7 separate regions of the Mus musculus genome follow, and regions 2, 3, 4, 5, 6 and 7 are each linked to region 1. Evidence: chromatin contacts called from public HiCAR-type, HiChIP or PLAC-seq and promoter capture Hi-C data. All regions are on one chromosome and are shown on one strand. Each heading gives the region's core, a stretch centred on a gene start, on an enhancer-like site or on the middle of the called end of the contact. The rest is flanking DNA. Distances are from core to core; before and after follow the strand shown. Region 1 holds the start of Pcdh17 (protocadherin 17). Region 2 overlaps Diaph3 (diaphanous related formin 3). Region 3 has its middle 40 kb from the start of Gm23278. Region 4 has its middle 45 kb from the start of Gm32913. Region 5 has its middle 37 kb from the start of Gm32969. Region 6 overlaps Tdrd3 (tudor domain containing 3). Region 7 overlaps Diaph3 (diaphanous related formin 3).

Region 1 (3,890 bases), core at 861-3,360:
CAGGCAGGGTGCGAGGAGAGGGAGATACAAAATAAAAATTGATAAATGAATGTGTGAATGTGTGTTCACTATGCCATAGGCAGTTTCTGGTTATAAAGATTACAAGAATCAACTTCCAAAGCACATGCATTGGACCAATATTTCTAACCAGAGAGACATAAAGAAAGCTATGGCTATATAAGACTTTGTGGTTAAAGACAACTTAGCAAAACAGCCTTTACTTTGGCAAGACTGAGTCCTCTGTGGACTACAAACATATATGCTAAACAACCTATTTAGGGAAGACAAGAAAGGAACATTTTTGAATTTGAAGGTCTGACTAAAAAGATCTTCTCTTTGAATTTTTGAGCTGTTGGTCTCTCAAGGGAATGGTACATTTGGAATGAGACCAGACTGCAAAATCAGACTATATGTTATCTCCTTGAAGCTCTGGGAAATTAATAGCTCCTTGATCTGAACCTTTAAGCAAGTATCCCCAAAACAATATTCAGAGCATTCTTGTAATTGGTCTGGATTTGATTTTCTTTGAAATTCTGAATGATTCATGTTACATATTTTTATAGTAGTCATTCACAATTTATAAATGGCAACTTAACTTCAGTATTTATGAACTACAATCAATACTGTCGCAATCAAAATACTCACCTTCTCTATTTCAACGGATTGTTTTCCTTTGTCCCTCTTAACTCTGCTCCAGAACTGCTAGATCAGAACCAAAACTGATCGTAACTTGTGGATGTTTGTGAAAGCAGTTCAGACAAAAGCAAGCTTTGAGATTCTAAAGCTGGAGATGAGAAATTTAGAATGGGGGGGGGGAGGAGGAAGAGGAGGGAGAGGAAGAGGAGGAAGAAGAGAGAGAGACAAAGAGACAGAGAGAGAATATTTAAACAAACATCATTCAATCTGGTATAAGTTCTTGCCTAAGTTCAGCTTCTATGAATAGGAGACTTTATACATATTAGCAATGCTATTTGATTTGAAAAAAATATCAAATTGCTATTTGGAATTTTAGTAAGATGAACAGAAGTGAATTAGACACCAAAGCTAGGGACATTAAGGGACATTGGATTACCTTGAATGTGGGCTGTGATAGGAGATGGTTAAAAGGTAGAAGTCTAAACACTGTTCAACCAGATTTCAGTTTCATGGAGCTGCAAAACATGTCTTAAGAGAGGCTTGTTCCCTCCTTCGAGACACTGCCTCTCTCTCCACCGGCGTCTGCTTTTCTTCTGAAACACTTTCATAATCAAGTGACTTTCCTTGCATGGGTGCCTGGGGACAGCGGGGATTTCTCTGAGGATGAAGAAAGTTACATATTGATTACAGTTGCTTGCGGCGTGTTTGCTCCCGAGCTAGCTAGCACAGACAGATCTCTAACACTGCACTTTCCTGGCGTTCACCGAAATAAACATCCCACCGTGAGAAAACGCGTACATACACCACACACACACACACACACACACACACACACACGCTCTCTCTCTCTCTCTCTCTCTCTCTCTCTCTCTCTCTCTCTCTCTCTCTCTCTCTCGCTCTCTCTCGGGCGCGCGCACGCATGCGCGCGCACGCACCCACTCCGCACCTCCAGATGAGTGCACAAGGAGTCAGAAAATCCGCAACTCCCTTGGCCCAGTGTTTGTGTGTGTGTGTGTGTGTGTGTGTGTGTCTGTGTGTGTCTGTGTGTAAGCTGACGACGTGGGTTGGTGTGTGGACTAGAAGGCACCAGGAAGACCGCAGCTGCCTCTCTCTGCAAAGTATACGGTGATTCCCCACGCCTGGCTTTACATCCTATCCCCAGTTGAAATCAAATCACTGCCAAACTTTTCTCTTTCTAGAGGAAGACACCCTCTAAACACCAGGGCTACCACGGCTCAGCCCTGGGCGCCGCCGCCGAGACTTAGCGCGGGCTCTGCGGGCCTTGATGCTCTCCGGTCGGACTCAAGCTAGTCAATGACTCTAAAGAGCTGGGGCTGCTGGCCCCGCCCCCGCCTGCCGTTTCTCCGCCTCCCATTGGGCGTGGGCCGAGAAGGCAGGGTCTGGCTCCCCACGCCGATTGGCTGGCAGAGAATCAGTATCAATGTTTAAGCGGCGGCGTGAGGTGAATAGAGTCAGTCAGCAAGAGACGCTGGGGAGAGAATCCGGACTGCGAGCCCGGCGGCTGCCGCAGCGGAGGAGGGCGGCTCGGAGACGGTACTCCAACTGTTGAATTGAATTTTTCACCTTCCATTTCCTCCGCGTCTTGGCTGGCGGAGATGGATTTATTCGGTTTGAAACCTGCACGTCTTTCTCAGGCTTTGGGGTGATCCTGACAGGCACCGCACTAGACTGAAAGAGACCACTCGTGACAGAAAAAAAAAAAAGGAGGAATTAAAATTTAAAAAAAACCTCCACAACAGACTGCACAATTAGCTATGCACACCGATGCTGGACTTTGTGAACAGAGACCGTTGGGAGGAAAATCTTGAACTATGATCCTGGGCTAAGCTGTGAATCATTACTGGAAACGTGCCCCCACCCCTAAGACTGAGAGATTTGGGGGCATCTCACGCCTAACCAAGTGGAAAGGTTTTTTTTAAAAAACAAATAAATATTCGTAAGCAAAGCAGACGCCTTGTTTTGCAGAGCCTCGGACTCCGGCCGAAAGAGGTAGAGTAAAAGTGTTCCTGGATTCAGCTTTGCCTTCCTCCCCCCACGCTTTTTCTCGTTTTTCTTCCCCCACCCCCGACGTGATTCCGGCTTTTTTGTTGTTGTTGTTTGTTTTTTTTTTGTTTTTGTTTTTGTTTTTCCTATTGAGTGGTCAGAGAAAGCCTTAAGAAGAAGCCTCAACTAAGGACTGCGAAGGGAGGACCGTGAGGGGAGAGTGAATACGATTCGTTCCGCTGCTTCTGACTCATCCCGCAGATGAGAACACCTGCATTTCTGGATGTGTCATTCCCGTATACCGAGGCGCTGGGAGAAGCGGAAATAATGTGTAGATCAACCCGTGCCTAACCTCCCCTCGGAGGTGGAGGAGGTAGTTTCCCCGGGTGGGCGCCCTGGCAGAACCGCGGTGGCTGCAGCTCCTCACCCTCTCTGCCTTTCCCAAGTCGACCAGAGACCGTGTGTGAGCCAGACTGCAGAATGCATCACGCCAAGCCTTGATGTATTCCGTCGACTCTACTCCTCCAATTTAAAATAATAATAATAATAAGGGGGGAAAAAGCCTACACTGTTATTCTCTTCAAATATTCACCACTCTTGTTCCTCGCCAAGGTTTTCCTTTCTAGATGAAAAGGAGGCTGGGCCACTGGAAGGAGGTGCTGAATAGAAAGAAAAGAGAGCCACTTGACAGCCCAGCCCTGTGAATGCAGAGACTGTTTCCCTTCTAGCGAGAGACAGGGCAGTGTGTGTGTGTGTGTGTGTGTGTGTGTGTGTGTGTGTGTGCTAGGACTGGGAGGGTAGCTCCCTCCTCCTTTCTAGTCTGCCCTCCCCCCTCCCCCCCCCCCTCAAATCTGCACGTCTAACCATGAGTTGCCTGTTGATTTCCTTTCGCCTGGCAAGAAAAGCAAACTGGAATTAAACTGCAGGGAGAGAAGTCTTTGCTTGCTGGAAGAGGATGGGATGGTAGTGGCGGCTCCCGGATTGGCATAGAGACACACCAGAGTGTTCTACGAACAGAGGCGGAGATATATCTCTATATTTTTCTCCTCCCAATAGGCTCTCGGCGCAAATGCTGATCAGGCTGTGGCTTTCTTGATTTTGGGGGAGAACCCTCTCCGAGGAAGAGAGGGAGGAGCTTGGTAGGGGGAGGAAACTACAAATCGGGACACTTTTTTTTCCTCTGCATTTCCTCCCCTCCCTCTGGCTGCTCGGAAAGAAGAGAGAAAAAGAAGAGGGAGAGAGAAAAAAAG
Region 2 (3,787 bases), core at 818-3,317, 2.3 Mb after region 1:
ACTAAGTAGGGCTCATGGGGCTCTTAGAAGTGAAGTGGCAATCAGATCTGTGCTAGGTCCTCTACTTACATGTAATGGTTATTGGCTTAGTGTTTTGGGGGTACTCCTGACAATTGTAGTAGGGGTGTCTCTAACTCTTTTGCCTGCTACCAGGACCCTTTCCTACTGGATTGCCTTACCCAGCCTTGATGTGAGGATTTGCACCTGGTCTTAATGCATCTTGCAGTGCCATGTTTGGTTAATGTCCGTGGGGGTAGAGACGGGGCTGAGAGTGGATCTGGGGAAGGGTGGAGGAAGGGGAAGCTGCAGTCAAATGTATTGAAAAGAAAAATCCAGGGGCTTGTCCTTCACTAGACATTCCCTAAGAACGGTACCTTGTTTTAACTATTCTACCAGATAGAAACTAAGGGCAACCTGTTGCACAGTTCTGCATTGTAGGCCCTGGCTCACAGTTATTAGCAGTGCTTATAGTGCTATCCCCAGAATAAGGTGGCTAGGAGTTCTACGTCTCTCAGAGTGACTCCCTTATGACATTTGAGTGTTAGGTACTCTATGACCAAATATGCTTCATCAGACAAAGTTTCAGGTGTTTTTCCTCTCTGGATATAAGAGCAAGGGTGGGCTGGCATAGCTAGTCTGTGCTGTGAGTCCGTTCTGCCAGGAATCATCTGGTGTACTGTTAAGTTTTGTCTCGCACGCACACACTCTCTGTGCCTGGGGTGCGTGGGTGTTCTAGGCTTCATTTGTTCCTGGAGCTGAGCACTTGTAGCTGGCGCACCTGACGCCATCTCTCTCCATTGACTGAGGCATGAAGAATCTTCCTCACATTCTGAAGTTGTTATCATCTGTCATGCTGAAGAGTCAGTGTTTGGAAAGTGCAGACTAATTTTAAAGTAAATGATTTAATAAAATAAGCCTTTATCATATAGGGATTAGGAATATCTAAAATATATACACATATATTTTACAAAGAAGTAGTATTATTTTAAAATATTCTTGTCTCACTTAAACTCTAGAAGTGGAGAATACACAAGTCTTAGAAGTTGCAGCAAGTCTGTTTCAAACATTAGGCTTTCCTCCCTGCGCTCTATCTTATCTTTAGCTATTATTGGGTAATCGGCATACCAATTTTGCCCGAAACTAAACAAACATTAAGCTGATAGTAGGAATCGGCTTGATGTAACAGTTCCACAATATTAGTTCTATTCAATTTTAATAGGATGTACCACCAGGCTGTTCAATTAGAAAGTAGATAGGCTACATTTTGCCTCAAAAACTACCTCAAAATTTATTACTGTGTTTATATAGTTCTGGTGGAGTAAAATTTAAAAATCCCACGAACTAACCATTTTATGGGTCAATACAACTTTAAAGGGAAGATATAATAGCATAATCATAACTCACATTTTTTCCTTAAAATTATGATGATTATTCTTCCTCAAGTGCCTGTAGCAATTAGGTTTCATGAGGAATTACTACTTGCCAGGTTTAAGCACATTTTCTCAAATTGAGCTAGCTTGAAAGACCAAGCAATTGGTAGACATCACTATATCTTTTATTTTCCAAAAGGAGTGAGCTCACATTTCTGCTGATTTTCAGTTTCAGCTCATTTCTGGCAGTTAAATAATAAGTCTCTAAAAATAAGGGCTTATGAAGAGAGGGGGAGTTACCAACACAGGCCGAATCCAATACCTAAGTGAATGGCAATTGGTTGGTTGTGACAAAATGAATATTTTTACCCTAGGACACAGTAATACAGTTTCAGATGGAAATAAGCATAACCATCGATCTATCTCCTATAGCCTCCGGGCATTCTGATATTGAATGGAGGCCTGGATGAACAGGTGTTATGATTTGCCCAGCACCTACCTCTGAGGGGCTGGTGTCAAATTAATCTTCATGTCATCAGTGCCTTCGCAACAGGTCTTAAGCAGTCTTCTCTCCCTCTAAGTCCCAGCTCAACAGTTGTCAGGGTCTGAGTCAAGCTGTGCTTCTGCCCACACAGTGGCACTCTCAGCACTGTAGGCTGCTCGCATGATTTTTTAAGCAGAGCAGCCGGTTGCCTTCAGCAGCAATGCTTTTGGGGGCACTCCGTGCTGTTCACCCAGTGTCTCTGGCTGCTCTACAACTGTGCTAGTTAAGGGATCGACAGAAGGAACAACAAATGGCTACAATTAGCATTCGCCCTGCTCCCGCAAAAGAATTTCATTGCTATGGCAACAGGAGTTACCCAGACAACACAGGGCTTTGGCTTAGAACAGTGTAGTGCATTGTACCATGTACAGAACAAAATAGCCATAGATCAGGCGCTTTCTTCATGGCACAGAGATCTCTGCCATCATATTTAAGTATAATTTACAATAACTGACTTCTGAGTTTGCAGAGCTCATCAAGGTACTGGCAGTTACGAAATGTCATTGATTTATCGTTTTGAAATTTCAAAAACAATTAAAGAATGATTGTTAGATCTTGTTCATATTGTCTTCAATTTTAAACAGCACCCAAGGCAACCAAGTCTGTGTTTGCTGTCTCACTGCTGCTTACAAATGCCCTTTTCCTTCTGCCAGCTCGATGATATAAATGTATGTAACCTATGACTAATTAATACGCATTTCCCCACATCTGGATATTCAGCCAGGTTCCAAAAGCCTGTAGTTGCAGTAGGAAGGAACAGTGTATCCAAGCAACCTATGGTGAGAGCTGCAAGGCTGGGGGTCTTCGAAATCACTTAACATCAAACAGGAGAATAGCTATCACACTCTTTTTGAAGGAGACTTTCAAAGCAACAAAGTGAGAAGTCCTTGAAACCCGTCTAGTGCTAATAGTGTAAGTAAGATGGAAAAAGTCATGTAGATGGCTTAAGAATGACTTACCCTGGCCATTGTTCCACGCCTCCGCAGCCCAGCTATCTAGCTGTATGGGCCTGTGCTTCTCACAGGTATCAGAAGCATTCTTAAGGAAGTAAAGGCGAGGATGTGTCTCATAAGAAAAGCACAACAAGGCTACTTGGCATAGTTTTAGCACATGCCAGTTATCTTTCTGAAATCTGTAAAACTCAGGTATTTCCAGAAGACCGTCTTTTTCTCAGTGTCCCTGTCAGCAGGAGAATCAATAGTATCATTAGGAAGAGCTCACATAGACTGAGTGCAAGTGCGTCAGTGTGGCGTGGTGTAGTTCTCACAAGTCCTATAAAAAGCAGGTAGAACTGATGCCCACTGATGGTTGCTTTCATCTGCGGAAACTGACGTGCAGACAGAGTCAGGATCTGTGATTACCAAACAGCAAAGCTGTGATTCAAAGGCAAGTCAGCTCTGTAAGGTTCGGCTTCTTTGAACACACATTAAGTCATGTTGTAATTTTAACGCTTCAATCTCTTTTTCACAACTTCAGTACAAACTTTATAATGGGAAAAAAATCTAAGTGGGAAAAAGCAAGGTATCCGAGAAGCATACTGATGCTAATTTGATCGTTCAAATGCCTTGGGTGTTTATCTAGGGATGCAGGTGATTAGGGCTGAAAAGGGAAAAACTGAATCTACTGAGCACATTGGTTTTGATGGGGTCCAGGATGCCTGGAAACAGACTGGCAGGCAGAAGTCTGCATTTATTAAGCATGCGTTCAGCACTTGCTCTCATGAATTCAAGAATATTTTAAAAAGCGATCATTTCACTAGTGGTAAGCAGCTGCAAATGGAAGGCACAGATATTTGAGTGTCTGGCACAAACGAGTCGGAGTTTAAAGCGCTATCTAGATAGATCAGATCACAGTGTGTTACTTCAGCTACATG
Region 3 (4,196 bases), core at 231-2,730, 2.9 Mb after region 1:
TGTACACTGGAGGCACTGAAATTCCAGTACTCTATCATCCTTCAGGCTGGATGCCTCAGCAGAATAATATGGTACTGAAGTGGATATTAGCCCAGAAACTTAGAATACCCAAGATATAAGATACAATTTGCTAAACACATGAAACTCAAGAAGAAGGAAGACCAAAGTGTGGACACTTTGTCCCTTCTTAGAATTGGGAACAAAACACCCATGGAAGGAGTTACAGAGACACAGTTTGGAGCTGAGACGAAAGGATGGACCATCTAGAGACTGCCATATCCAGGGATCCATCCCATAATCAGCCTCCAAACACTGACACCATTGCATACACTAGCAAGATTTTGCTGAAAGGACCCTGATATAGCTGTCTCTTGTGAGACCATGCCGGGGCCTAGCAAACACAGAAGTGGATGCTCACAGTCAGCTATTGGATGGATCACAGGGTCCCCAATGGAGGAGCTAGAGAAAGTACCCAAGGAGCTAAAGGGAACTGCAACCTTATAGGTGGAACAACAATAATGACTAACCAGAACCCCAGAGCTCTTGTCTCTAGCTGCATATGTATCAAAAGATGGCCTAGTCGGCCATCACTGGAAAGAGAGGCCCATTGGTCATGCAAACTTTATATGCCCCAGTACAGAGGAACACCAGGACCAAAAAGTGGGAGTGGGTGGGTAGGGGAGTGGGGGGAGGGTATGGGGGACTTTTGGGATAGCATTGGAAATGTAAATGAGGAAAATACCTAACAAAAATACTTTAAAAGAAAAAAATATATGGTACTGAAGATCCGGAGGATCCCTGGATCACTGCTTGTCTTCAGTCTGGGTTCATATGAGAGAGTACTTGGACATCTTTATATCTGGGCTACTCCTGGAAGGTGATGGTCATTTGGGACAGAGTTGTCATCCTCCTTCATTAATCGTTCCATAAAATAGCCTTACAGACACTACTATAAGCATGACTCTTAGTTGATCTCAGACCCAGTCTAGTTGACAACCATTGTCAATCATCATATGTGGCTAATGAATAAATATCCTTGGAACTCAGTATCATCTATTTCCAAAGTTTGTGCTTGACAGTCCAGTATGACATACCGGAAGTGATAATATTATGTTAGAGAGCATCTAAAATGTCTCACAAGGACTCTTGCTTCCTAAAATCCATTTCCACATGGAATCCCATTCATCCCACGTGTGTAGTGTGGACCTGCCCACTTTGCATCCACAGTTTAGCTAACTGAACCCAGCAAATGTGAATGGCCTGCCACTCGGAGATTGAATTATAAAGCAGAAACTTTAGTGTTAGTAGCACTTTCCATGGCTGGCATTCTCTCGGCTATCTTGTTCACTTGCTCTAGTAAAGCAAGCTGCCATGTTAGGACTGCTCTATGAGGGGAATACAATGCCAGGAACAGAGGCCAGTAGCCCATGTAGAACTGAGTGCTGCCAGCAAGCATATTTGTGAGCACACAGGGGACCTTCCCCAGCCTGGGCTTGCATTCTCTACAGGCAAGCTGACACTTTGAGTTGACTTGTGAGACTGTGAGCAGTAGAGCTAATTAGGTGTTGTCCAGATTTTGTTGTTTTAAGATACCATGTTTTGTGGGGCAATTTGATGCACAGTAAGAGGTAACTAATACAAACGGTAATACAAATTTTAAGAATAACTCTCATAACCTCGTGTTTACGCAATCGTTTAATTTATTTTCAATGAAAAAAGTAGGTTTCAGAATAGGAAAATTAGAAAAAAATATTTCCCCTATCTTGATCTAAAATGTAACAGCTGCACACGAAAGTGCCATCTGCATTTTTAACAGAAAATCTGGTACTTATTCACCTGGTTTTCATTACCTTAATTCCCACCTCTCAGACCATTTGAAACATGGTACCTAGCAAGGGAGTCGGGTTCCCCTTCGTGCTAAGCTGTTAGTAGAGAAGCATGGTTAAACCATCTGGCCTGCTGTTTTCTAGGCCTCCAACTCTGGAGCAGCCAGTTGGATTCCTTCGCCTGTGCTGCGGCTTCCTAATCCCTGGATCAGTGCCCACTCCAAGAGAGGGACATGAGTTTCAGGCTGTCGATCAGTATTTTTGCCAGTTTGAGATATATGTAAGGGATACAAATTTTTCAGAATTAACATAAGACCAGAGCTCGGATTGGGCAGGACCACAAAGAATTTTTTTTTCTCAGAAGTTTTCCCAGAAGGAGCTAATTACTGTGGGAGAGAGTAATTTTCATGTCTGGCTTGAATAACTACAGAAACAACAAAATGCAAATATTTTAAAAGGGATGGTGAAAATTAAAGGAAGAAAAACTTCTGATTTCTCTCTCTGAAGGGCATACCCTAAGAAAAAATAGTCACAGAGTATATGTATGCCTTCACGTGAATCAATGGGGGAGAGAAACAGGACATAAAGTAAAACCAATTTATACATTTTTATATGTAGTTATTGAGTATCTACTGTGTGTCAGGAAAGACTTGAATGTGCAGGTTATGCTACAGGATAAGACAAACCCAATCTCTTCTCAAAAATACCTAAGTGTTAGTGGGAGAGACAGATAAGTAAAAGCAAAAGCAATAGATCAATAAATAATTACAGGTTGTGATAGGGATGGAAAATAAGACCCAGGAGTTTGTTTGTAATGGATGTTCAGAAAATACTAGTTGCAGACCTACAGGAAGAGTAGCTCATTTGTGTCTCTCACAGAGATCTTTCCAGATAAACAGGACAGCAAGAACAGTAGCTTGAAGGAGCATGGAATGTTCCAGAACAGTCAACATTTGCTGAGCTTGGTTGAAAGATGAGGCAGGGACAAGGGCCAGATCATCAAAGGCTTGTAAACTGGAAGACCTGGGTTTTCATTCTTAGCTCACGGTGGTTTACGGTCCAGCAGCATTCTATAATTTGTTCCCAGAGCATGACTGTAATGGCTCTGTGGTGACAAACAAGGAAGGGACCTCGGAGTAGGTGATTAAACTGCTTCAAGCCAGAGATGAGGTGGCTGGGAACAGAGTAGTCCAAAGGAAGGAGTTTTGGAAATAAAAAGCAAAGGCACGTGAGGTTGAGTTGGTTATGATGTAGAAATATCATGAATGAAGGGAACTTTGTGTCTTGTGATTGAGGTATGAGTACGAAAGCTGCTCAGTGAAGGTCTGGTGTCAGGAGACCTTTGCAATGCAAAGTCTGAGATGCTTGAGAGACAGTTGGGTAAAAAAATGTAGACTAGGGAATCAGAGTTCAAGCTAGACAGTTACACATTATCAATATGAAGCCAGGCACAGCCCACAGTTATAAGTATACTAATGAATCAACTACGGAAAACCACATACTTTTCAGGAGCCAGTGCGGTTCCTTGGGGGCTTGCATGAGCTCTCATGAATTGTTTGCGTGTGCTCACCTGCCCATTGCCACACCACAAAGCCATGCCTCTCTTTCCCCAAGACAACCATTAACTCTGCACAAAGAGCCCAGGCAGACTTCAGGCGGCTGTCGGGTATTTTCCACTCTTGCGTGTATAAGAAGCCCAAGCACAGAGGGCATCATTTAATTACCCACCCCATCCTGTTTCACACCTTTCAAAATTTAAAAATTACCATTCTTCAATAGAAGGACGACAGGTTTAAAATTAATGAGGCCTTTATTGTAAGCCAGGTGAGGACAAGGAGCCATCCCACGGGAAATAGAACAATCCTGAAAGATCCCCACTTCTCTGCAGGTGACAAAGCCGTGGCTCGGAGTAGGTAAGTACCTTGTCCAGTGACATATGGTCAGGACTCAAAACTAAGCTTTCTTTTGCCACCCAAAGCCACATGCTACCATGAGAGTGGCTGTCAAGGCCAGGGCGTCTGCTTCTCTGAAGCTTCCCCGTTGGCCCAGTGTTCTTAGGCCCCATTTATCATTCAGCTGCATTGAGTTCAGCAAACCACGTGTCCCCTCATTTGTATTGCCACTGTTTCTGCTGGGGTTTGGCCGGCCTCCGCTCCTCACCTCTGCCATTTGATGGCATTCTGCTATTGTCTCAGCTGCTTAATAAAAAGCAATTCCCAACACCCCTTTCTGAATGTCACAAATAGCCGCGATTGCCTTGGCAATTGCCTGGACCTCTACAGCCAGCAAGGACTGGCTGTTACCTAAACTGTTCATTTTCTTCTGGCCACAAGCCACAGGACACTAAGTTCATTAACTTCGAGGATTGCT
Region 4 (3,900 bases), core at 1,376-3,875, 2.0 Mb after region 1:
TTAATAACAATTCATAATAACAATGAATAACAATTCAATTTTCTTGCCATTCTGCCAAAGACAGAAGAGGTAGCACAACTCCCAATTCTTTTAGGAGGGTGAAACAAGACTAATTTTAGAAGGAAGAATTAAGGAACCTCCTGTTAGACAGTCAACACAAGTGCTTTTCATTAGCAACAATGAAGAAGCCAGCTTATCCGTAGCCTCCAGTTTTCCTTTGTGATTCTCTGCTGGATTGCCCCTTTAAGAAGCTTAGCCCACCTAGTCACATTCATAGATCCTCTAAATAAAAACTCCTTTTTTGAAAGAACCCCCAGGAGTGATCCCTAACTAGCAAGGAGTAAGACATACCCTTTCAGAAGGAACAGCAACAGAGCAGCTTATTCAAGTGCCAGTACCTTTCAACTGTCGGAGAGGAAGTCGGCCAGAACACTGATTTTCCAGTTTGTGAACCCACAACTTGCTCAACCCAAGCCGACTTTCTCTGACACCTGCTCTACTTGCACAAACTGCTGGAGGAAAGGCAAAGATACACAGAGAAAAAGATGCGTGCCCATCAGCGTCTCGAGGCTCACGGGTGAGGCATGTTCACGCAGGTCTGTACAAGCTGGCCGACAGTCATGTTTGGGAAAACGGACTTGCAGACCAAGTTCAAGAGGAGTACAGGCTAGCTATAGTCATCCTTGGGACTGGGCAAGAAAGAAACACCTGTGAGAAAGCCTGCAGAAAGCACAGGCTCACCTGGTAATTAAACAGGAAGTACTAGGCATGGGAAATGCACAGAACCTGAGGAAAAGTGTGTCTCTGAAAAACATAAAGAAAATAATGGGTTAGGAAGCCCAGGAATCACAATGACAATGGAAAGTTAAGAATAGAGCAGCAGTATACTTGCTAAAGCAGGCTGATGTATGGTATGCAAATTTATCGCTGTCTGGCTTGTCCCATAGACTCTGCCCATTTTTTCCAAGATTTTTTATTAGATATTTTCTTAATTTCAAATGCTATCCCCTTTCCTAGTTTCCTCTCCGAAAATCCCCTATACCCCCCCCCCCCCGCCCTGCTCCCCAACCTACCCACTCCTGCTTCCTGGCCCTGGCATTCCCCTGTACTGGGGCATATAATTTTCTCAAGACCTATTCTGCCCATTTAAAGTGTTGTCAAAAGAACCAGCTCCAGGGGGGAACTAGGAACATCTACGTCAACAGGAGCTCACACCTCACTCTAGACTAACTATGTCAGAATGTGCAGTTTTATGAAATCCTCCGGTAGGAGGTCACAGGCACCTTAAGCGCCAAGAACACCACTATCAACAGTGTAGAGCCACTGAAGGTTTCCAGTGGAGAGGACTGCAGAACCATGCCTTCTCAGGTTTGCTTTTTAGTTGTATTCGCCCAAAAGCGAAGTATGATCTGACAATATTGCATGGAGATATTAAGGAATGAGGAATTCCTGAGTTTTATGGCAGTCTTAGGATCACGGTGCCATCCCTTGCCATCCTCTGCCCTGCTTGGAACAGGCATCCCTTTCATCCAGTCTGCTCACACTGTGTGAGCCGCTTGCCTACCATGAGCTAGCTCAGTCACCACAGTAATTCTTCAGTGCCAAGGCCCAAATGTTCAAATCACTTTTACGGAACACTAACCACAAAGCAGAGAAGCACTAATTCCACTGATTGTGATATTTGTAAGAGGAAGCCAGAGGACACTTCCTTGAACTGAAAAAGAAGAGAGATATTTTGAAGAGACACCACACCCATTTAATGCCTCTTGCAGGGAGGGTAGTGTCAGAACACCTTTACTTACACTAGCTATTGTGATACCCTACTGTGCTGAACTGTAAATTAAACTTCAGGGTGAGTGTGTGTTTCTGTAGGAAATGAAGTATGCACACTATTCAGTATCATCCATAACTCTCAGGAGCTCTTCGGACTTGGAACATTCCGCCTCTCTCAGAGGAGACTACACAACTCTTACTTGTGCTTTGGACACATACATTTGTGACACACTGTGGAGGAGACGGAAGAAGGCCATTTGGTGGGCAGCTCTTCTATGGCCAAATCTTTTATCAAAATGCACACATCTTAGATGATATTGTAGTCAGCTACATCATATCTGACTCTGATGTAGTTAGAATATGAATTCCCTTAATGAGACCTATTTGTTGAAAGGAAAACCAGATTGCAGGCCAAAAATAACTTTAAGTCACTATCTAGAATCTATGTAAACAGGTCGTTTCATTTAGATGGTTTGGAATTTTCAAAATTGTTTGAAATCTGAAAAACCTAGACCCTGTGATATGGGATGATATGATTAATCAGACAGGCTCAATGGCCTCATTCCAGAATAGTCTCTAAAAAACTCATACCCTCCCCCGGCTCCCCAAACACCCATTTTGAGATAGCCAGGATAATTTTCTTCATTTCCTGCCCAGGCAGCTGTGGAATGTTGTAATTCATTGTTAGACAGCTGCACCAATGCTCCTTAGAAAAGGATACATCTTGTCAAGGATACAGTTATTCTCAATTTTTGAGTTTATTTTTTTAACACCGCAAGTACCCGCCAGATGTAGAAATAGTCTAGCCTGAGAAGCCTCAAAGGGAAGCCGGATCTAACATGTGCATCCCCGCTTGGAGGTCAGTGCTACAAATACCCTCACCAGGTCGCCTGTAATCTTCTCTGCTCCAGCAAACAGTCCAACCCACTCCTTCTGGAAAATCCTCTGGACTCCTCAAAATAACTCCTTTCTCGCTGAGTAAACTTTAACCCTCTCCTGGAAGCAGATAAGAAAATGCATCCCGGAAGTGAAGAGGAGTCAGTTTTAATCCTCAATTATCTCCTCTCTCCTCATCCACCAAACAGCCGTGTTAACTTCTGATCTTTACTAGGAAGCTGTGATGAGAGCGAAAGAAAAACTGGAAGATTAAAATCTCTCTGCGTCAAAAGCAGAAAGCAGACTATGAGATGGGAGGCTGAGAGGCAGTGTGGAGTGAAAACAGGAATAATAGGAGTGGGGACTGTAGACCAGGAGATATTAGCAAGAGGAGAGGGCGGTGAGGGAGAGAGGGTGGCGAGGGAGAGATAGAGAGAGGGAAACTAACAAAGTCCACAGATGTATGTATGTGAAGATGACAGGAAGAAATCCATCTCTTTGTATGCTAAGCAAAATAATAATAATGATATACTTCAAGGGATAGAGATACTCACATAAGAATAGAAATTTCCCTCAGATAATGAGAGACATGACTTGGAAGATTCCTAGGATCAGATATGCTTTGAATCAATAGTAGTGTCATGAGAGAACTAAGACATTAAATGACAGAGGAAATGGCTATTAGGTCGAGGGACATATGTTTAATATGTTCTAATGTCAAGGTTTGTAATTTAAATATCATGAATCACAAACAGGAAAATTACGAAGGAAATTTTTCTACTCTTAGGGTTTCCTTTGCTTTCCAAATAATTTGATATTTTACCACTATTTCGACTTTTTGAGGTATGTTAGAGTGGGGGAAATGGACCCTGAAACAATTAAATTATTCCCTTGTTCCTTTCAAGAAATTTGTGTTTAATAGCTATTTGGAGAATGTCTCCCAATAAAAGTTCCCATTTCCATTTCAAAATATCTAATACTTATTAAATTTCGACAAGTACCAGCCAAGCTATCCAAGAAGTTCACGCAATCAGTCATGAGACTATCACGTTCCCCAGATAGAAAGGGACAGAGAGGCTGTCCATGAGCAAAGCCAGCAAGTTCAAGAAATAAAAGAATCAACTAAACTTGTGCAGTCAAACATCCCTTTGAGAACTTCTGAGTACCTGGAGCCTACTTAGCACCTTGCTGGGCAGAAGCAGCAACAAGGAAAATCCTGAAGGCCAAAGCCCTTCTCACAAAGCTTGAGGG
Region 5 (3,999 bases), core at 1,105-3,604, 2.0 Mb after region 1:
ATAAAAATTAATCATATCAAGCCTGTTAGTTAGGTACAGATCCACAACCTTCACCATCCCTGGTGACTATACCACGAAGGGAATGAGGGAGTCATTTGCAGAGGCCAATGGTGTGCGGAGTACCAGGCTCGAAACAAAGCTTCCTTGGAGCTCCGCCTGTGATGCTGCACTGTGCTCACGGCAGGACAGCTAATTTCTCACACCAATCAATCAATCCATTGCCAGAAACGCTGAGGAGGGGAATGCAAATCCCTCCTGCACACTCTCTTGTCTTTCCCAGATCCTAAAGCTTGACACTGAAAATGATTTGCAAGCTCAGGCCATCTCCGGGATGCTGGGAGTTTCCTCTCCTGTCACCCTTTGTTCCTTCAATCCTAGAGGGATCCTCCAATCAGACAGGAAATGTGTGGCAGCCCATCTGTGTCTTGTTGCAGGAAGAACAAGTGTTGCTGAGTCTCCTGAGCTTGAACTCACACATTCCATCTCCTAAGAAAGTTTTTTAAATAGTCCTGAGTAATTCAGTCCTTTGTTCTCTAGACCAGTTTAGGGCACAGTCTTCAGGGATGCATTGGCTATAAACTGCTGAGTTGCATACAGTGGGCCCTAAATCACACATCTTTCGGGGAGGGAGCATGGTATGAATATTTCTTCAGCACAACTTTTGGGATGATAGTCTCTGTTTTTAGCTCATAGCATTAGTTCTGATATGAATTATGACAATCTATTTAATGGTCATATACTAGCCAATAGCGTGAACATGATCTAATCACATTGACACTAAGGGACTTAGAACTTTTCCTTTCAAACATAAAATACCAGCAAAATATTTTTAAAATAATAAGTCAAAAATCTATGCATATCTCTATGTCAAGCCGGGCATTCCCTGAGTAAACTCAGATGGTGAAAAGTATCTAAATGAACTAGTAATCATTCATTCACTTTCATCGTTAATAATTCATTTGCGTTCTTGTTGAGATGGGACTTAACAACAAGAAAGTCGGAGGTGCTGAAAGAGAAGAGCTGTGGGTTCAAACTGACAGCAAGAAGCCTGAAGGAACGCAGATATGCCTCTGGCCAGCATGGCAATGTTGTTCATAAGCTCAGCATAAGATCACTGGCTTCCCATCCCAACCCTAGGCAGTCTGTGAGCTAGAGTTTGCTGAGCTAACAGGGTCTTGCGTTTAGATCCTGCTTGTGACCTGAGCCAGGTACATTTCTACCACTGATCAACAGCACAGGTCACAGTAAAGAGCAGCCTTGAAGGGACCCATGACACCTCCCACAGCTCTGAGAGTGGGATGGTGTGATGAGCTGTAGCTTGGTAATGAAGACTATCCTGGAGGTAAGGCATTGAAAATGTGACCTCCACTTCATATATGTGGGTTTTCAAGTAGAAGTCAAAGATCTCCTCTCCACAGCATAACGCCAAGTGAAAAATTAAACAGGCTATCAGTACCAGCCTGGTCTGTTTGACCAGGGGAGTCTTTGATTATGGTGTAGATGTTTTCTTGACTCCTACATTCAAGAGCAAAACAGCCTCCATGCTCCTGTGGATTAATGTTTTTGGATACATGTCTGTGGTATGAAAAGCTTTAGCACATCAAACACTGATACAGGAGCATTTACCCTGCAGCAATGATATAATCAACAGAATAAACTCACAGGTTATTATGATTCAGATCAACAAGATAAAGTCCTTTATTTTCCAAATAAAGATATAACATTACTCTGCCGGAGCAAAACTAACTAAAAAGTCATCATCAGGAAAGAGCTTAGAACCCGCCCAAATAATTTCTCCTGAACCATCTCTCTGTCTGAGCCTCCCTCCCTCTCCTTTGTTTATCTTCCATTGTCTACAGTCGCCAGCAAGTAAACATCAATGCCTAAGCAGGAACAAAAGGAAACAGAAACATATATTTATGTAAACTTGTATTGATTCAACTAGGAAGGAACTCAGCAGCTTTCGACTTCCGAGTCACAAATCATTATGATCAGAAATGCCGATGTGCCAGGAATACATGAGAGCTTTCCCCCACCATCACCGTGAGGGCCCGTTGTGTAGCTGTAGTTAAGCTGGGAAACATTAAAAATAGTTTTCAGCCTCCACTTCTCCTGTGTTATTTTGGGGAACGGAGGACACAATGGTTGAGTCCTGGCTCATGCATTCCGCTCCACGTTCAGTCACATTTGGAAAAATCCAAGGGAGGCCACATCACCTTTCCAAACATGAGAAAACTCTGTTCTTCCCCAAGATGACCCGAAATGTTCTAATTATTGGTTATTCCCTCTGGTCGGTGATGCAGCCAACAAGCGCGTAGAGTTCAGTGAACCCACAAGCGCACAGCTGTTATCTTTGACTTGTGGCCAAAACAAAAATTGGAACAGAATTTACCCAGACAAGTGTAAAGGCTTCTGTTTAAAGCAGCTATTTTCTAAGCCAGATAAACAGCTTTGAAATGGAGAAGAAATGAATCCTTTTCAAAAATGCCTGAATCAAAGCGAGGTCAGCGTGCTGAAGACAAGATGTTAACGTAGATTGGCCACATGGATGCGCAGGCTCCCAAAGCCTCCACTTCCCTGGACTTCTTTGGTCAACAAGTTTTGTGTTTCAAAACCAACTTTCATCATTTGGCTATGTTTATTAGTTCCTTCAAGGGATACAACACAAACGGTCAACAAACTGCTCTGGGGGAAGCTCCTGCTAGCCAGCCACTGCATGGACCAGTGGCCTATTTTGGCCAATGGCATCAGAGTCTTCTGTGTGGAAATCCAGAAGAGGAAAGAAAACAAAGCAGGTTCCCTTTGAGTCAGTGTTTCTGGCCTTGGAATTTCTTCGAAGAGACATTAGCAAGTGCCTCATTTTTTATAAGTGGCAGAGGGCCTGGTAAGCAATGGCTGGTGGGAGAAACAGGAGGAAATCGCCCTCCTGTTCCTTACACAAACACTGTGTTCCTGTGTTAATCTGGCAATCCATCTTGCGATCACCAAACAGCACCGAGCGAGGAAGCAATTCACACTGCAATAGTGCTCCTCCGAGCTTTTCATAGCTTGATGCCTATTGCAGCTGCTTATATTGTACCAGCAGGTGGGTATAAAATAGCAGATTCCAGAGCCTACGGAAGCCGTGTCCCAGGGTAGAAGAGGAGATGATTTTTTTTCCAGTAGAGTGAATATGCATATCAATGTACCTGAATGGAGAGCTGGGTCCTGGTGAGCTGTCATCGGCAGCAAATCCATCTGCACTTCCATCTCAAGTGGTCTATTTCTGCGATAACAAGGCTTCTGCAGCAAAGGGTTGAAAAGCCTGCTTTTCTCAATTCCTGCGGGGCCGGCAGACCACATCTACAGTGCAGACAGCCTTGAGCCCAACAACTTCCCTTCATTTCCAAATTCTCCCTGCACTCTTCATTTGCAGCAGTCATAAAAAATAAAAATAAAAATAAAATAGAATCTCATCAGTTTTGAAGTCCTGGCTTTCGTGGATAATAAGCATCAGGTAGCCAGACAAGAAAGCTCGCTACTAAATGTAGGTGGCCATTCTAAAAATCCTCCGTCATTAAGGCAGTCAGCTGCATAATTGGGGTCAACTTCATACCCAATGGGCAGGGATAGTTATCAGAAGTCCATCAAGCAAATGGATGGAATGTCTCAAACCTACAAGCATCAGGCTCTTTCCAAAATAACAAGAAGTGACAGCTGAAGTCATGCTTAACAGAATCGGTTTTAAAATGTGAAATGGGGTTTAAATGTGGCACTGCCTTCCTATGGGGTGTGAATGAGGTTCAGAATCCAGGAGCAGAGATCCCTAGTAAAGCCAAGACCCTTGCTTTGTCATCTGTTTATGAGAACTAGTTATCTCTAGATAATACTTGAAAGAATGATGACGTGTGGACAACAGACAGGAGAGCCTTAGTGAACTTCTAAAGTGGCAGAAATGTTGTTTACCTGGCCGTCTGTTTATAACAGACAAGCAAAGAAATTATGTCTGCACTCCTTTTC
Region 6 (3,997 bases), core at 1,465-3,964, 3.0 Mb after region 1:
ATATAAAATTATTTTCTTTCCTCAAATGTCCGGACTTTGAATGAATACTTTATGGATTCAGTGGCAACCAGTCTGGTTTAGTGACCCTCTGAAAGTGTTAAATAGTTCCCATAAGAAGGTCAGATCAGTTGTTCTTATAAATATCACTTTGGCTTTTATTTCAGAGTTTAAGAGATACATTGTAAATTAAGGATAATTTAAATAAAACCTTTTTATTTTTGAGATAAATTTGATTGAGGTTTTCTTAAGGAAAATGAATTCTGCGAGACATTCCATGTTTTTGACTCCTATTCAAAAATAAAATTAATGGATAATGCCTTTGCTTTTGGTAGCAGTGCTATTTCTTCATGTGTTTTGCTTAACAATTAACTTTATTGGATGCCTCAAAAGTGGCCCATTAAGATTTAGCGTGGCCTCATTTTAAGTTAGAAGCAACCCATTTTAGGACTTCATTATGACTCAGCAATAGATACCTTAAAGTGTAAAGGCTTTCAAGAAAATGGGGGTGGAGATAGCCCAGTAAATGAAGTGACTTAAATTCAGATTCCTAGGATCCATATAAAAAGGTACATATGCAGGTACAGGTATATATGTACCCTCACAGCTGAGCCATCTCTCCAGCCCAGCCAAACAGCTGCCAAAAAGGCAAAGTCACTCTTAGAGAAAAAATATTTTATAATTATTGCTGAAGCATGTTTTAATTACAGCTTCATTCACGTGTTACTTAAGAAATATCACTAAAGTTAGAGAGCAGCTAGCATTGACTCTCTTATGTGTGAGTCTTCACAGAGCGTGTGCTGTGGTTTTTCTTTTTTTTAGTCTGACTTTTTCTTAGCTCTAATATATAAAGAATCTTTCAAAAGGAAGGGACGGATGAACAAAAGCTTAGCAAGAAATCAGGAAAACATGTAAGGACAGTTCACACACAAAGAAAGAAAAATGATTCTAAACTGAATAAAATAAGAAGTAGGAGTTGAGGGAGTGATGGGATGTACTTTCTCAGAAATCAGAAAAGGGGGCTAACTGGGTGAGGGGGAATCACCTGGGCGCGTCTGCAAGCTGCCAGCTACTTGGAATTCTTGCCGAAAGGTTTTATGTGACAAATTTTCTTTCTCACAAGTGTGGCAAAGGATTCTGGTTAAACACACACACACACACACACACACACATTGTTACAGAGTTTATAATAGAAAATTCATTATACTAGAGAGCTTGAGTAATAGAAATTTATTTCTCAAATTTCTGGAGTCTGGGACCTACAAGAGCCATGTGGTGGAGTTAGTGCCCGGTGGGGAGCCTCTTCCTGGGTTGCAAGTGGACTCCTTAATGTACCCTTACATATCAGAGGACAGGGAGAAGAGAACACGTGCAGTGTGTCTAATGGCATCAGTCGCATCAGGAGGGTTCCACCCCCATGAGCTAAGTAACTTCCAAAAGCCCTGTGTACAAATGCCAGCACACCAGGAGTAGAGTTTCAACACAGGAGCGGGAGGCAGACAAGCTGCTGGTTTCCCTGGCTGCCGCAAAGCTTGGCCTCACTCCTAGTGTGCTCCTTTCAGTTTGCCTGAGACCCTTAATGCATTGGTAGCTGAAAAACTGGAGTATGAGGAACTTTTCTCAGTTCTTTTGCCCGACTTCTTGTGTTTAGTAGGTGGAAACCTAGAATGTATAAATCATTATTTAGGAAAATTACCTGTGTCTGATTGTCATCTCGCTAAATATCATGGCTAATTCTGTTAGCGTAATCTCTTACTATTTTGTTTTTGTGGTTCTCTTTATCATCTCATGCTTTCTACCTTGCTTTTCCTTGTCTTTTCTGACCTGTCTTTTTAAGTCGTTGCTCCTTTACCTTGTATATCACGGTTTTAAGTCGTCAAGGTCTGTTTAAAGTAATGACACTTCATGAACAGTGTAAGGACTTTTCAATATAATGTTATTTATCTATTTCTGTCCATTGTCCTGCCATTGTTTAACAATATTTCTCATATCTAGTAGATATATAAGACCTTTATAATATTTTGACTTTGCCTGAAATATTCTAAAGTCTTAAATTTGTGTGTAATGTATGATGTAATGGTAGTTTAAAATTCTCTTATATATTTCTAAGTGAAAAGTTTTCTATCTCTGCATTTCCTTTTTCAAGTGCTTTTAATTCTTTCCTTCGTGTCTGAGCTCATCATGTAATTTGCTGAGCTGAATAAGTTCTTTCATTCTTTGTACTGAGTCTGCTACTAGTAAATCTCCTATCATTTACCTAGGAATCTCTCACTGATTGTATTTTCATACCTAAAAATACATTCCTTATTGTGGTCCTCTACAGATTGTAGATGGACTCTTTGCAGTATCTTATTGATATGATTTTACTTTCTCCTGAAATGAATTCTTTCTAATGGGAAGTTAGGGATTGCTTATTTCTTATCTCTTGGTCATGCTCATTTGTGCTGTCAGCACTGTAAGTCTTGGTCCTTGTCGTTTGTTTTCTGCAGAGGTGTGACAGTGATGTGTTTTGTTATAAAGGGCTTTGTATTTATTTACTGTTTGTTCAGCTCCTTTGTATTAGCTGGAGCCAAATCATTACTGGTTGCAGATGCGTTGAGTTTGGAGCCTTAACTCCCCCCCCCACCCCCCATGAGACCTGTGCTAAGCCTGAAACCATCAGAGGGAGGCTTTGTCTTGAGAGCTCAGCTGCCAGCTTTGAAAATGTGGGTGATCCTTATCTCTGAGTTTTCCTCCCCTGCTGCTTGAGAATTAGGCTTTTTTTGTGCCTAGGGATCTCTTTCAACCCTGTCATGTGCTTCTTAGGTTTCTTGTGGGTTTCCTAAGGGCCACTCCACCGATGACTGCTCAAGTTCTTGAGTGCCTAGAAGGACTTTTTAGTTCCCCTAACTTGTTTTTGGTATTTGAAGGTTTGGAGTGTCTAGAAATGTATGAAGAATGGGAGAGACAGGGTCTTTTACACTCATTTGCAACCAGAGTCTGAAGTGGTAAAAGGATTTCTCTTCCAACTATTGCGGATTTTTTTTTTAAAAGAGCTTTCTCTCTTATAGTGGCAAAAACATCATCTTTAAAAATTAGTGACTGGTCATCACTAATCTAGTAGTCATCTTCTACTAGAATTTAATTGTTCTTGAAATTTCCTTACATTCTATAATTTTTTACATTTAAAGTAGAATATTGATGTGGCTGCTTTTACTTGAGTGGTAAACCTAGCTTAAAGTCTTTGAATGTTCACCTTGTTCATTGTGTCACAGAGCTGGTGAGAAGGGACCCATGTGGTCTTGTAGCCAGCACTCTTATTTTTCTGATGGAAAATTATTGTGCTCTAGCTAGCAAGCCATATAAAAATTAGCATCTTCTTAGTTATCTGCAGTTCTTCACATTTTTATTTGGCATTTAGCATAGTATTTTTTATATTTTAGGTTTTTTTCTAAATAATTTTTACTCTAAGGTAGTTATCTTATTGTTCAGACTTTGAACTTTAAAAATACTTAGAAAAGACAAATTCTTCTTGTGGGTGTTAGTTATTTTATTTGTTTTTTTCCAGACACATAAATTATATGTAGGTATAAAGAATTTAATATGTTATATTCTCAATGTGAATATAGTAATTTATATAAAATGTAGATTAGTACTTATGAATAATGTTTCTGTTTAAATTGTTTTAAGTGGCCAAATATAGTGTTTCATAAACTTTGTGCCTTGATCATAGAAATAAGCTAATCTTCATCAGGGCTTTGTAGTAAGTAGTTAGAAATTACTAGCCATTCATTCATTTGAAAGAACATAAAGATATTAGGAGTAGTCTCCCAGGGACAGGTGCTAGCATATGTGTGTTTTAATATTTTTATAAATGATTAAAAAGTCAAAGGGTATAGAAAAATTTTATGTAAACTTTCTACCTTGTAAAATGCTAAATTCTGTTGCCAAATAAATTTATTAAATAAAATATAGAATAGTACTGGTTTATTTAAATGAAATACAGGCCAGGGCTCCGTCC
Region 7 (3,977 bases), core at 1,336-3,835, 2.2 Mb after region 1:
CACACTTGTGGGCTTCTTCTAACTATTAACAATAGACAGTAAGAGGTATTCTGAAAGAAGGGTAGCTTTAAGTTAAAACAGAACTACCTGCTCTTTGACAACATTCAATCAGGAAAAATTTCTAAATGTATTAAACTTAAAAAAAAAAAGGAAGGGGATTTCATTTCGAAGTCTTTCAATGCAATATTTCTTAGGAAATCTGGTATATGCTTACATATATTATCATTAGACTCATAGCTGCAGTGATAACTCCTGTGATAAGTATTTATGTGATAATTTGATAGGAATGAGGTGGGTGGATATCCAAACTCTGAATGACAGAGGTGGTGGGAATGCCAGCTGTAATGCTTATGAATTACAGTTCATCATCAGTTAAAGTTATCTGACAGCTTCCTGATAGAGCACACTTACAGAAATATCAAGCCTAAAATTTTTGAGGGTCTAGAATTATTTAGGCAAAAAAGAACCAAGGAAGCTTTCTGGGGGGCCTGAAAGAGGGAAGGAGACTCTGTCTTAGAGGTACAGTTACCATTCTCACCTTCAAATATCTTGAGTGAGTGAGACACATTTGTGACCCACCCTTCCTTCCTTCCTTCCTTCCTTCCTTCCTTCCTTCCTTCCTTCCTTCCTTCCTTCCTTCCTTCCTTCCTTCCTTCCTTCCTTCCTTCCTTCTTTCATGGGGGCGGGGCTGGTGATGAACACATTATATTCATGAATAAATTAGAAATGAAAGAAACTGAAAAAAAAAAAAACGATCCAGTGAAATCTTCGGTTTGAGTAAACTGTAGTCCCTTGTTCTGATTCTTGAGAGTTCCAGAAGTTTCTCTAATTTTGCTACTTTCTGAATACAGATCTCATGTGAGCAGGTGTGGACACAGCAGCACATTGAGTGCCAGGTGACTCCTCCTCAGAAGTGGTGACCAACAAGAAAATTGAGTCCATGAAGCTATGTGGATTACTCTAGTGACAACTGTGGGAAATAGCATGACCAATGAAAATTCATAGTCTCAAGTTCAAGTGGCACCTTGCCATTATCTGAGTGATGGACAGTTGCTCTATTCAAAGGGTGTCATGGCTATTCTAGAAGTAGTTAATACAAAGTAATTGTCAACTAGGATGGAAGGATGACAATGTTGTTGGCTGTGTGGATAAAGAACAATGTCCTGGAGCTACAGAAGGCCTAAGTAGCATTTGGCTCAGGGATTTTTAATATAAGTATGAAGAAGGTCAAGAAATGCATTTTTTCTTTTTTAATTATAAATCTCACTTTTATATGGAACCTATATGAGGGGCAATGAAACCAGAGATGTTAAAGTAAGTGTCTCCTTTGTTCTTTTTGTGTGATAAATGCAAACTTATATTTAAAGTTAACACTTCAGTAGCCACAAGTTGAAAATCCCCAAACTGTATGTAGCACTCTGGCTTTATGCCATGGTTGCTGAGCTGAGTGTCAGGAGGAAATAGAATAAACTAAAAAAGAAAAAAGAACAGCTTTGTGATGTCTAAAATCTTTTCTATTCTGAAGTTCTGTGTTTGTATATAAAAAGAATAAAAAATAATGTGATAAACATTTACTGGTTAAAAATTTTTATAGAAGAAATAGCATCTTCCCCTAAACACGAAGCTCAATTACTAGGTCTTTCTTTTGAAACACAGGAAAATGTCACTACTCTAATTTCATACAATTATGGTTGCAGGGCAGTTCTTTCAAAACTGTAGGCTTTATTTAGGATCTTGGAGATGCCATATAGCTCCTTAAAAAAAAAAAATCTTACAGTGTAAGAATAACACCACCAACTGTATCTGTTCGAATTTACACTCCATTTAAGAAGTAAAGTGCACAGGTGGCTGTCAGGCCAAAGAGTTCTGAGCTCTGAAGGAACAGGCAGAGAAGCACTTCAGGCTTTTCATGGTTTAATCGTATTTAATAAACTTAAGAATGTTTTCCCACTGAGATAATGTATTAAAATATACTCACTGACAAACAGGGTCTTCAGTTTTCAATGTATTCATCTTATACACACATTTACTTTGTTATAATGAAGATAATCTCCGAGTTCCTTTGGGCAAGAGATACAGAAAGCTTTGTGGATGATCAGGAAGCTTTTTGCCTGGCTCATGTCTAAGAGTTTACTTTACAGACCGGGAAAGCACAGCCTACAGCAGATCTTATCATCACATGGTGTCGGGCAAACGTGTGCTGCAAACAAAGAGCTGCAGAAACAGTCTTCTGAAGTGAACAGACACCGCCCAGCAGTGACAAACGCAGCGAAGACCAAACCTTTCAGGATCCTGAACAAGTGATTGTGTATACAACAGTATCAGCTTAGAGCAAGGAGATGCTGGGGGTCTGTGCAAAAGCACCAGCCATTGCTTTTTGTCCTATTTGGTTGGGATTCCCTGTAAAGAGTGAGTCTAGACCAAGAGGCAATATTAAAAACAAAAGGTTAGAGATCATCATGGGACATTAATTATGCAAAAGAAGGCAAACTGAATTTAATCAGAAGCGGCAGACTCAGGGCAGGAAGAATTTTCTCTTTTTGACAGAAGCAGTTAGGAAAACATTTATGGTAATACCGCAGCATCTGCTGATTACAGGCAAAGCTGCAGGACACCAGTGTTAAATCACTGAGCCATCCTGACAGCTCCTGGGTACTCCAGTCACATCGACAGCAATTTACAGGGAAACTCATCCAAGTCTGAAAATCAGCCAACATGCTTAAACCAGAAAGAAGTAATTCAGATCTGACTTCAAAGGAATTATAGCTGATAAAACTCTGATATAAGCATTGTCCTAAATACACCTACACAGCACAGGCATGGACATGCATGTACACACGCACATACATGCACACACACATATTAACACTCACTTTAGGTTTATTAGTTAGCTTAGTGATCAGCAAAGTTTATTGGAAAGATTTTATGAAGTCAAACACACAGGAAGTAGAATATTAACTATTTTGGCAAGAAGTCAGGGTGAAAGCGGATTCCTCCTCCTGGCACTTCAAACTTAAGACCTGAGAGGACTTGGTGCATAGAGTGATCAGAATAATTTAAAAAAAAATAGCCCTCTAACTTCCTGGCTAAGCAAATATGGATAAAATAAAAAGTTTAGAGAGAGAAAGAATGCACAGCAAAGTAACAGGTTCTTTAGCAAACTGCCTCTAGCCATGACAACCACATGCCATTATTTTATGGTAATTAAGATTATAGAATGCTACAGATATTAAAATTAACTCAAACATGTGGGTGTTGCATAGAGGTTTCTAGTGACCAAAAGCATACTCGTACTTAAATTTCCATATCTGACACCAGAATCCAGAGAACAAGAGTACTAAAGCCTTCTGAGACTAACATGTACAAAAGTAAACGCCTCATATTTTATCAAAAATAAACACCAGAGATTTTCTTCCTCCAGTTGCTTTGGGAGTCCAACTAAATATTATTCATAATATGAGAGAGTAAAGAGGAGGAGGAGGAAACAAAAACTTTAAATGACTATTTTGAAAGAAGCCATTGACACTCTGGTCACAAGGGATAGAGCTATTGTCATGTTTTTCTCAGCCAGACAAATGGTTTCAAAATATGTTTACTACAATTAGTCACTAGTACAATATTCATCTGAAAATTTAAAATATGAGCTACTTTATTCAAATTCTTTCCCAAACACTTTAGAAATGCCTTTGCACTTCTACTTAGATATAACCCATGGATGGTAAACCTGCACTGGGTAATTAAGACCACTGACAAAAAAGAAGACAGTAACTGAAAAGGTGAAAAACTAGCTCGATTGAAAAAGCCAACCTAAAACAGTAAGTTCACACATAATTGAGTAATAAATCAAAATGAGTTTATTGAGCACCTATACATATCAGTCACAAAGCTAGGGACCATTGAACATTTAGGATGCTTTTGGATGCTGTGGTCGGTTTGAAAGGAACCAGACAGAGACACGAGGAGAACTTCGGCTGAGT

The links. Promoter capture Hi-C pulls out the DNA fragments that hold promoters and counts their contacts. HiCAR-type assays count read pairs that join an accessible place to other places. HiChIP or PLAC-seq counts read pairs in DNA pulled down with a chosen protein or histone mark.
Region 2: a HiCAR-type map of astrocytes shows a contact between it and region 1, with 9 times the contacts expected there. The contact joins the enhancer-like site here to the promoter of Pcdh17 in region 1. A contact is called at or near these places in 3 of 39 promoter capture datasets (embryonic stem cells, hippocampal neurons and second pharyngeal arch cranial neural crest), 3 of 484 Hi-C or Micro-C datasets (cerebral cortex and cortical neurons) and 5 of 115 datasets of contacts at active chromatin or transcription factors (astrocytes, embryonic forebrain, embryonic limb bud and 2 more).
Region 3: a contact with region 1 is called in a promoter capture Hi-C map of second pharyngeal arch cranial neural crest. The contact joins the enhancer-like site here to the promoter of Pcdh17 in region 1. A contact is called at or near these places in 15 of 39 promoter capture datasets (the 3T3-L1 cell line, 3T3-L1-derived adipocytes, the C10 cell line and 10 more), 1 of 15 datasets of contacts at CTCF or cohesin (stem cell-derived epiblast-like cells), 39 of 484 Hi-C or Micro-C datasets (B cells, CD4 T cells, CD8 T cells and 24 more), 10 of 115 datasets of contacts at active chromatin or transcription factors (SST interneurons, VIP interneurons, astrocytes and 7 more) and 3 of 9 other capture datasets (adipose tissue, embryonic stem cells and liver).
Region 4: an H3K4me3 HiChIP or PLAC-seq map of fetal liver shows a contact between it and region 1, with 21 times the contacts expected there. The contact joins the enhancer-like site here to the promoter of Pcdh17 in region 1. A contact is called at or near these places in 8 of 39 promoter capture datasets (cranial neural crest, frontonasal cranial neural crest, liver and 4 more) and 4 of 115 datasets of contacts at active chromatin or transcription factors (VIP interneurons, craniofacial prominence, embryonic forebrain and 1 more).
Region 5: a contact with region 1 is called in a promoter capture Hi-C map of hippocampal neurons, with 18 times the contacts expected there. The contact joins the enhancer-like site here to the promoter of Pcdh17 in region 1. A contact is called at or near these places in 5 of 39 promoter capture datasets (cranial neural crest, hippocampal neurons, maxillary cranial neural crest and 2 more), 2 of 484 Hi-C or Micro-C datasets (cerebral cortex and ventral hippocampal neurons) and 8 of 115 datasets of contacts at active chromatin or transcription factors (VIP interneurons, astrocytes, craniofacial prominence and 5 more).
Region 6: an H3K4me3 HiChIP or PLAC-seq map of embryonic forebrain shows a contact between it and region 1, with 10 times the contacts expected there. The contact joins the enhancer-like site here to the promoter of Pcdh17 in region 1. A contact is called at or near these places in 12 of 39 promoter capture datasets (the 3T3-L1 cell line, the C10 cell line, cranial neural crest and 7 more), 1 of 15 datasets of contacts at CTCF or cohesin (large pre-B cells), 7 of 484 Hi-C or Micro-C datasets (B cells, the N1E-115 cell line, brain and 4 more), 2 of 115 datasets of contacts at active chromatin or transcription factors (embryonic forebrain and embryonic hindbrain) and 2 of 9 other capture datasets (embryonic stem cells and liver).
Region 7: a promoter capture Hi-C map of hippocampal neurons shows a contact between it and region 1, with 12 times the contacts expected there. The contact joins the enhancer-like site here to the promoter of Pcdh17 in region 1. A contact is called at or near these places in 7 of 39 promoter capture datasets (the C10 cell line, cranial neural crest, frontonasal cranial neural crest and 4 more), 2 of 484 Hi-C or Micro-C datasets (cerebral cortex and neural progenitor cells) and 8 of 115 datasets of contacts at active chromatin or transcription factors (astrocytes, embryonic forebrain, embryonic limb bud and 5 more).

Annotation. Positions count from the first base shown.
Region 1 is chr14:84,441,453-84,445,342 of GRCm38.p6, forward strand. Pcdh17 (protocadherin 17) reads left to right here and starts at 2,111. Exons shown (of 4, transcript NM_001013753.2): 1 at 2,111-3,890. It overlaps Gm32498 (predicted gene, 32498), which reads right to left and starts at 1,952. Exons shown (of 4, transcript NR_168882.1): 1 at 1,073-1,952; 2 at 646-784.
Region 2 is chr14:86,746,949-86,750,735 of GRCm38.p6, forward strand. All of the region lies in intron 27 of Diaph3 (diaphanous related formin 3), which reads right to left. Among named protein-coding and RNA genes, the nearest start is that of Gm33025, 46 kb to the right of the region's middle. Within about 2 kb of position 2,068, at least 110 of the 459 cell types and tissues checked have an H3K27ac peak or open chromatin away from gene starts, as enhancers often do. A contact at or near this core is called in astrocytes, cerebral cortex, cortical neurons and 5 more, where this site is marked.
Region 3 is chr14:87,304,256-87,308,451 of GRCm38.p6, forward strand. No RefSeq gene overlaps it. Among named protein-coding and RNA genes, the nearest start is that of Gm23278, 40 kb to the right of the region's middle. Within about 2 kb of position 1,481, at least 7 of the 459 cell types and tissues checked have an H3K27ac peak or open chromatin away from gene starts, as enhancers often do. A contact at or near this core is called in craniofacial prominence, embryonic limb bud and second pharyngeal arch cranial neural crest, where this site is marked.
Region 4 is chr14:86,465,621-86,469,520 of GRCm38.p6, forward strand. No RefSeq gene overlaps it. Among named protein-coding and RNA genes, the nearest start is that of Gm32913, 45 kb to the left of the region's middle. Within about 2 kb of position 2,626, at least 14 of the 459 cell types and tissues checked have an H3K27ac peak or open chromatin away from gene starts, as enhancers often do.
Region 5 is chr14:86,487,362-86,491,360 of GRCm38.p6, forward strand. No RefSeq gene overlaps it. Among named protein-coding and RNA genes, the nearest start is that of Gm32969, 37 kb to the right of the region's middle. Within about 2 kb of position 2,355, at least 33 of the 459 cell types and tissues checked have an H3K27ac peak or open chromatin away from gene starts, as enhancers often do. A contact at or near this core is called in VIP interneurons, cerebral cortex, forebrain and 3 more, where this site is marked.
Region 6 is chr14:87,437,202-87,441,198 of GRCm38.p6, forward strand. All of the region lies in intron 1 of Tdrd3 (tudor domain containing 3), which reads left to right. It also overlaps the pseudogene Gm33121. Among named protein-coding and RNA genes, the nearest start is that of Tdrd3, 23 kb to the left of the region's middle. Within about 2 kb of position 2,715, at least 42 of the 459 cell types and tissues checked have an H3K27ac peak or open chromatin away from gene starts, as enhancers often do.
Region 7 is chr14:86,682,491-86,686,467 of GRCm38.p6, forward strand. All of the region lies in intron 27 of Diaph3 (diaphanous related formin 3), which reads right to left. Among named protein-coding and RNA genes, the nearest start is that of Gm33025, 110 kb to the right of the region's middle. Within about 2 kb of position 2,586, at least 18 of the 459 cell types and tissues checked have an H3K27ac peak or open chromatin away from gene starts, as enhancers often do. A contact at or near this core is called in hippocampal neurons and neural progenitor cells, where this site is marked.